2 separate regions of the Zea mays genome follow, and region 2 is linked to region 1. Evidence: chromatin contacts called from public Hi-C data. All regions are on one chromosome and are shown on one strand. The core of a region is the stretch at or near the end of the contact, and the rest is flanking DNA. Distances in the headings are between cores, read along the strand shown.

Region 1 (4,058 bases), core at 85-2,584:
TTGATGCATATTAATTTCCTAGAGAGAGTGGCCTGGACGCATAATAACATCGCTACAGTAACCAGATCACTGTGCGTTGCCTGAAACATGTTGCTTAGAAGTTAAGCCACTGAAACGGGACAGCAGCTTCTCGCCGGTTTTTCTAGATGGAAGGGAAAAGAAAAAGAAAAACCCCACGGGCTGTTGACGAGGCGGGGGAAAATATCTGGAGATCGAGTAGGAATCTTTCGGTGTCATGAGAAGCGAATATTCGGGGGCGCGGAGCGGGGGTAAGGTTGTAAATAGCAACCAAACAAGGGGGCGTTTGTATCCCGTGGGCCCCCACTCAGCACCACCCCACGGAACTCAAATCCCGGACCCCGCCTGGAAAAACCACACCCTAAACCCGCCAACACAAATCCGCATCCGAAAAGAGTCCAAAACAAAGAACAATATCTCACCCACTCAACGGCCCAAAGCAAGCAGGCAGGCAGGCCTTTGCGCCAGTAGGATAAATAAATAAATAAATAAAGCCAATTAAATATAAATAATATACAGCAGCCGAATCAGAGAACCGACTAGAACGACAAAATGAATGAACAGGGAGGGAGGGGGGGCTTGGCGGTGATTTTTTTTTTGTTACGGATGTTTACCTCGGCTGCGACGGCGAGCAGCAGCTTCTCCGCGGCGTCGCCGGCGCAGGCTTTCAGTTGCAGGGGCGCGGCGGTGTCCATCTGGACGGCTGCAGAGGAGGCCACGTGGGCGGGCACAGGGAACAAGGTCCGTCAGATGGGACTGCAGCATACCGTTGAGGAAAACTTAAAAACTGGCACTTTCCCAAGGCCGGCCAAAGCAGGCAGGCAGGCACAGTGAGATTTCTGTGCCCCCCTACCTAATTTTAGCAAAAACCCAATCTTAGATTTGCTCCGCAGGGGCGCAAGTACAACTGTCAGGCAAAGAAAAGCTCTTGGGAACTTGGGGTGCAAAACAAACAAACAAAAATATGGGATGAACAAGAGGGCGCTACTACTTTTTCAGCTCCTCTCGCGTGAGGAGAGAACCTGCAATGTTCGGTCAAGTATCTGTTCTGCTGCAAGGGAAACATTATTATCCCATAAACATGCATATGAAAAAGGTAGACACTGCAGGAGAGGAAAAACTAACAGGAAACAGCTGATTGAAACGACAGGACTAGGCGTTAACAGAGGAGGCACCGGATAGGATCATCCTCATCACCAGTAGTCAGGAAAGGGAGCAGGAACAGGGAGGTTACCTTGTTGCCGAGGAACGGGGGCCTTGGAGGCACAGATCTGGAGGTTTCAAGGAGGCTGCTAGTGCTCAACGGGCACAACTAGGCCAACCCCATGCCTGGCAACGGGAGAGGAAGAGGAAAAGAGGAGACTTTTTCACTCTGTGGAGCCCGGAGGAGGGCAGAGGCGCCGGGCAGGACGAAGGCAGGAGGGCAGGTGGTGGGCGCAGGATAGCCCGTGGCTACTGATGGCTGGAGGGGGCATATGCGTAAATCGCTTCTTGCCCCGGGTTTGAGGTGAGATTATGTGGACTGTGTACTTCAACGGTGGTTGAAAGAGAAAAAAAACTGATCTGGTTAATGGAGACGAAACAGACGGATGGGATTAATTAATCGGTCCGCGTGGTTCTGCGCTGCTGTTTTTTCCCCCTTCCCTGTGGCGTTCTCGCCTCAAACCACAAGGCGCCTTTGGCAACAGATCGGACTCAGTTTTTTTTTCACACACACAAAAAGAAAAGTAAACACAAGTCAGTTTCACAAAGAGCAATCCGTCGACACCGCTCAAGAGCCAAACGCACGTCGCTAACACGTCATTAGCGTCTCAGAGATGACGATACTCAAATCCTCTGCGTAGAGGACGGACCGACGGACACGCATTAAATACCACCGCGAGGAGTAGGTGGGAACAGATCACGGAGTACAGCAGCCGTTGGAGTTGGGAGCTGACATCGGCAGAGAAGAGTTCTCTGGTTCACAGCGTCAAATTCTGTGTGCAATCCCACATGTTTCCCCCTCAGAACCACCCCCGTTCCGGCACCGCAAAATCCCCAGATGACCCGTGCGGCGACAAAACTAACGTCAGCGTGTAGAGTCCAGTTATGTGTAAAGGACGCCTCAGCATAGCACCTACAGTTATGTGTAACACTCATCGTGTCGGCAGGAACCAACGTTCGTTGCTAGGTCCTGATAATAAAACATACTAGAAAAAAACCACTTGCTAGCATGAAACCAATCAAAACGGCAAGGGAAATGGGGCCCAAAACGGCAGCGAGCAATAGAGAAAGAGGGAGATAGAAAGGTCAAAAGATACGGTTGGCTTCAACAAAGCTTCAGCACGAGCATCAGGCTACTTGCAGCCAGGATGCTTGTGCAAAGAAAAGCTGGGGAAGATTAGCGGGGGCGACAGCAAATCGGGAATGTGATTCCTTTGTTCTCATCATCTGATGGGCTAAACAGCTTCAACAGCAATTCATGAACCTTCGAGTCCGAATCATTCGTAACAGGGGGTAGTAAAAGAAAAGCTCATACCTTTCCGGTTTGTGAGGCACCGACTGTGCTGGATAAATAGTATTATAGCTCTGCCATCCTTGTAGCACAATAAGCCAATGGCCCCGCAAGGAACCAGGCCAAACCGTGCCCATACCCATAAATAGTTCATGCAACGCAAAGCAAGTCCACTAGATTCCGATTCAGAATATTTCTGAAATGCACATAATAAGTGACAGATATTACGAGCCCCAATTATGAATCCATGATCGTAAACAGGGGAAAAAATTTATTGCAACATCAGTCCGGAAAGTGTGTAACATTGGCTGGATATGGTCATCATTACGCAAATGACCTCATAGAGATCCATTATAATTAATTTTTATAATTCTGTCTGGAGAATCTAAAAATCAGACCAAGTATATTAAGATTTTTTTGGCTCAGAGTCATTAATTAAGACTGCACTGAACAACTGATGAAAATCCTAAACCAAATGAACCTGGAGTATCAGGTCAAACATAACTCGAAATAAGCTCAATAAAAATAGGATGATGTATAAAAAATTGAGAACAATGATCGTGTGCTCAACAGAGGCTTAAGAGATATCATAATAAGAATGCAAACACATTTAGACATTGTTCGGTTATTCCCATTACACATTACACATGGATTGTATGGGATTGAAAAAAATTAAGTTTGACTTGCTTGGGATTTAAACCCGCCCAATCACACTCAATCCACATGGATTGAGAGCGAACCGAACAAGCCCTTAAGTATATGGCAACACAAGAATAGCAACATAACATATCAACAACTGTTAGGGAGACAATCAAGCTTAGAAAGCATAATCATGACAATAATTAGCTATAAAGAAATATTGACATTCGATCACAAGAGTGTAACTATCAAAACAAGTAGCTCTGTTGACAGCAAGGCAAAAACTAGAAGTGACCCCCAAAAAAAGAACAATTGTTCAGCGAGGTGCTTTTGTTGAAGTTCGGGAAAAAACTAGAAGTGACAAAAAAAGGTCAATTGTTCTGTGAGGGAAATATGGATTATGAAATCCCAGAAACTGTCAATAGTCAATGACCATTTACAACTGTTAGCTATCAACTGCGTTGACAGTTCCCTACAGAAGGTAATTGAAAATTAGAATGGTCTACCACCTGCAAAATTTTGGCAGGTTATGGTTCTACTTTCTGTAAACTAATAGTCAGAAATTTGTTGATTATATTTTTTTAACTAAAGTTGGTCAATTTGGCACTATTGCACTACTAGTATACACAAGGTAGTGACCCCTCTGCCTAGAGCCTAAGGGGGTGTTTGGTTTGAGGAATCACTCCATCCAAAATGAGGTGGTGCATCATGGGTCCATTCCTCATATTTGGTGGGATGACCTCATTCCTCATATTAGTACTAACTAACTAACTATGAGGAATGAGGTGGAAATGGATCAACTCATTCCATTCCACAAACCAAAAAAACAAGGGATGTGAAGATGATGGACTAGCTCATTCCTCAAACCAAACACCCCATAAGTAAGCCTAGGTGCGCCTAGGCGTTT
Region 2 (4,049 bases), core at 85-2,584, 250 kb after region 1:
AATCCTTTCAACTTCGGAAGTTTGCTATCGAAGTGTAATTTAGCCGATCCGTAGTCGCTGTTACGGCAGTCCATCTCACTGCCCCATTTCTTAGAACATATCGGCGCTCGAGTTGGAGACGAGCTCCAGCGCGCGCCGGCAAAGAAGAGCGTCGCCAGCTCCAGCTCGACCGCCGATCCGTTCTAAGAAATGGGACAGTGAGATAGACTCGACTGCGGATCGGCTAAATCACACCCGATAGCAAAAATCTGAAGTTGAACGGATTATAAGATACCTATTTTCATAAGCTTGTCTTGGTGATACCTTGTTTCAAAAAGCTCTCATCGGCCCCCTCCATCCGCCGGATCCGCCCGCCACTCCCCGACATCCCGGCTACCCGCCGCCCAACGCCGCCGCCCCGAGATCCCACCACCTTGAGGCTATCCGCAGCGGTTCCCTCTAAATTTTTCCCCCTATATCACTTTTTTGGGTCACATCATCAATAGTTTATCCCCTACTTTTTCATCTCCCGCAGCGGTTCCCCCTAAATACTCCCCCTATACTCCACTACAATATAAAATATTATTTTCTATACCTACTTTTTACCTACTATCAATTTTTCTACTACTATTAATTCAAACCGGGCCCACACGAACAGTGCAAGGGGGAGAGAGAGCGCGCGCTACAGCCAGCGGAGTGCTGTTCATCTCCGCCGCGTGGGGGGCCTCGCAGGGGGCCGCGCTGCGGGCGCAGGGGCGCCCCTGTAGCCGCCACTCAAGGGGAGGGGGCGGTCGCGCGGCGAGCGCTGCGGCCAGCCTGACGTCGCCCCCGCCCCCACCTGCGAGGCCGCCACCTCCATCCTAGCGTCGTCCCAGCTAACGACGTGGTGGGCTCCGCCGTTCCTTTACCCGCGTCAGGTACAGGTACATGCGCATGCACCCACGGCTAGGGGTGGTAATGGATCGCGATCCAAATGACTCTTCACAATTTGGTAGGGCCCTAACTTATTTATAGTTAAAAAATAAATAGAAATAAAACCTGATCCTAATTCGATTCGATCCTTAAGTTTTATAGCGTAAAATTTGAGGCCCATTGTCAGCCCTACCCACTGCAACGGCGTTCCGTCTTTTATATTTCTCGTCAAACAATTAACAGAAAAAGGCAATTATTGCCTCTCTTTCTTGCTCGCCACAGCTTCGTCAAAGACACGCGGAAAAGAAGAGGAAGGGGGAGGCGACTCGACCGAGGCCCGGTTTCGATCTCTGGTCCTCCGATTGCGTCCAGATCTACCAGGTTCGCCTATTCGTGGCCTAATCTTTCCTCTCTGTCCTGTTTCCTCCACATCAGTACCCACAGGGTGAGGTTACGTGTCTATTGGGATCTCGGTAGGGTCCTTCTGGGGAACGACGGCTGGGGATTTTGGTGATTTTATAGACGGATACGCACGATTCAACAATGGGGAGAAGAGCTATCATGGGGGGATTTTGGATTCATGGCGAATTCTAGCATTTTGATTCGGTCTTTCTGCGTCCAGCACGAGGCTTCTACGAATTTAATGTAGTAGGATTAATAATTGTTGTGAAGGGAGTTATCTTGTTGCAATTCTACAAGCCAGAAATTTGGTTTGAGTCTGGGATGTCTCAGCTTATCTGAGAACTATCATGATTAGATACTGACCCGTGACCAACAAGCTGGGAGCAAGGGACAGCATGCTATAGTCATCCTCAGTTGGGGTTAGCTGCAGTAGAGGCAAGCATTTTTTTTTGGCAATGTTCACTGTAAATTTTGAGTAGTCTTGTTTCTTCTAAGTGCTACCTTGGTGTACTTTAGCCCATGTCTAGTTCTATCGTGCTTAGGGGTGGTAATAGATCGCGATCCAAATGTTTCTTCACAAATTGTTAGAGCCCTATATTAATTTTAGTTAAAATTTGAATAAAAATAGAGCCCAATTCTAATCCTATCCGATCCTTAAAATTTATAGTGTAAATTTTAGAGCCCATTGTCACCCTTAATTGTGCTTAATACCAAAGGTAGGTGTGCTGGGAAAAATACTACTCGCAGATTCATGATGTATCATTTGCTCTAGTCAAACAAAGTTCTACACATGCAAATCCTTTTCTATGAAGCTTGTTGTACTCAATAATGGCATTGATAGACAGCAATGCCTAGAAACTGTCTGTTGATAACTTGCCTGTAAGAGCTTCCTGCCTTTTCAACCACAGTTCTGGTGGTGCTTTACATAGACATGAAGGGCTCTGCATGATACTAGTTTATTACAATGAAATTGTTTGATAATGGGTTACAATATTGTTGTTTATGCTATTATGCTTATCCAAATTCTGCTCACATGACGTGTTCTGTCATTTTGAATTAACCAGCAATGGCATCATCTTCGGACCCATGGATGAAGGAATACAATGAAGCATCCAGACTTGCTGATGACATCAGTTCCATGATTGCCGACAGAGGGTCTCTTCCACAATCAGGCCCAGAAATTATGCGGCATACTTCAGCCATTCGGAGAAAAATAACTATTCTTGGTACTAGACTGGATAGCTTGGAGTCATTGTTTGGCAGAATTCCTCCAAAGTCAATGTATGTCGTGTTGCAACTACTTTCACAACTTTGATACTAATGATGGGTGGAGTGCTTGCAATGATGCCTTATTTGTTTTTCTCAAGTCTGATACTTAGCAATGAAACATATAGCTATTGAATCTGAAGAACTTATTTAAACCAATGATCTGTTTTGTCAATACTATATTTGACGTGTTCTTGCACTCAAAATTGAGCTGCATGCGGCTGTAAATGAATGGTTATGGTCTTAACAATGGCTGATACTAGATCTAGGGATGAAAAGTGGTATTCGAATGAGTGAGCACTGAACTATGCCATGAATAAGTGAATCAATAAAGATAAACTCCGTACCTTAGGTGATGAAATGTTATGGATCTGGCTATGACAGGCACTGTACTAAAAATTGAGTTATCTGGTTTATGTGTTGTGCACAATTTTACGTTGTTCCAGAATAGATCGTCCAGTGGTTTGTTTTCTTGTAGACCCTAAATCCTAGGAGGCCTAACCCAAATATTGGCCATGGCCAAAGTTAGGATAATACCAAATTTGAGTTATAAATACAGCGTTCGGTTTGTAACAAAGCCAAGATTGGACTTGGTTGCAACCACAGCAAATTATTCTAAAACAGTGATTCTCATGTGGGGCCCACATGTCAGTGATTTTTAGAATTTCGACATAAATCGAATTATCCATCATGTGTCTTTGTTTACATTAAATCACAAGTACGTAATTGGTGTAAATGGATCACATATTGGGCACATAGTTTAGAAAATACAATTCCAAAGATTGTTACAAAATGTGTGGCACTTCTTGGGCCACTCTCCAGCTGATGCATCAGCATTGCAGCCCAGCCAAATTGCATGGGCAGGGCCAAAACTTGTGTTCCTGGCTTCCTGCTGGGGCACTGATCCTAACAGCCCATAATATATTACTTGAAAAGAGTAATTTGCTGGTTGTACTAGTAAATGGTTTCCTGCTTACAAACGAAAATATGGTTCATTGGTTCCCTTTGTTCTGCAGATTACTAGGACGGTGTGGACATCATTTCACTAGATACATGTTTTGTACGTTTAAGTTGAGAGAAAATTCATTATGAGAAGGATTTGTGTAGCAATGAAAGATATTATTCCTTGACAAAGAATTTCATACTTTGATGTCCAGACATTTACTCTGTTTTTTTTTTGCGTACCATCAAACATTTTTGCTTGAAATTGACTTCTTTTGACTTGTGCAGCACTGACAAGGAGATGCATAAACGCCAAGACATGCTTTCCAGTTTGAAGTCTAAAGCCAAGCAGATGGCGACAAGTTTCAACATGTCAAACTTCGCTAACAGGTCTGTCGTGTCAGCAATGATCTCTATAGGAACTCATCCTTCCTAAATCTTAATATATTTTTTAAACACATTAATTTACTGTATTCAAGTTTTTAGGTAAGTATTATTATGTTTTTTTGTTAGAACTAATGTGTGAATATTTACCCTTGTTTTTCCAA

Evidence for each region. A called contact is a pair of places that touch in the nucleus more often than the background predicts.
Region 2: a contact with region 1 is called in a Hi-C map of bundle sheath, with 2.8 times the contacts expected there. The contact joins the promoter of LOC100193337 here to the promoter of LOC100274295 in region 1. A contact is called at or near these places in 2 of 25 Hi-C or Micro-C datasets (bundle sheath and leaf).

The regions. Positions count from the first base shown.
Region 1 is chr2:6,829,048-6,833,105 of Zm-B73-REFERENCE-NAM-5.0, forward strand. LOC100274295 (nucleolin) reads right to left here and starts at 1,335. Exons shown (of 2, transcript NM_001148659.1): 1 at 633-1,335. The coding sequence starts at 713.
Region 2 is chr2:7,076,275-7,080,323 of Zm-B73-REFERENCE-NAM-5.0, forward strand. LOC100193337 (Syntaxin-51) reads left to right here and starts at 1,335. Exons shown (of 7, transcript NM_001138472.1): 1 at 1,335-1,728; 2 at 2,358-2,574; 3 at 3,790-3,891. The coding sequence starts at 2,360.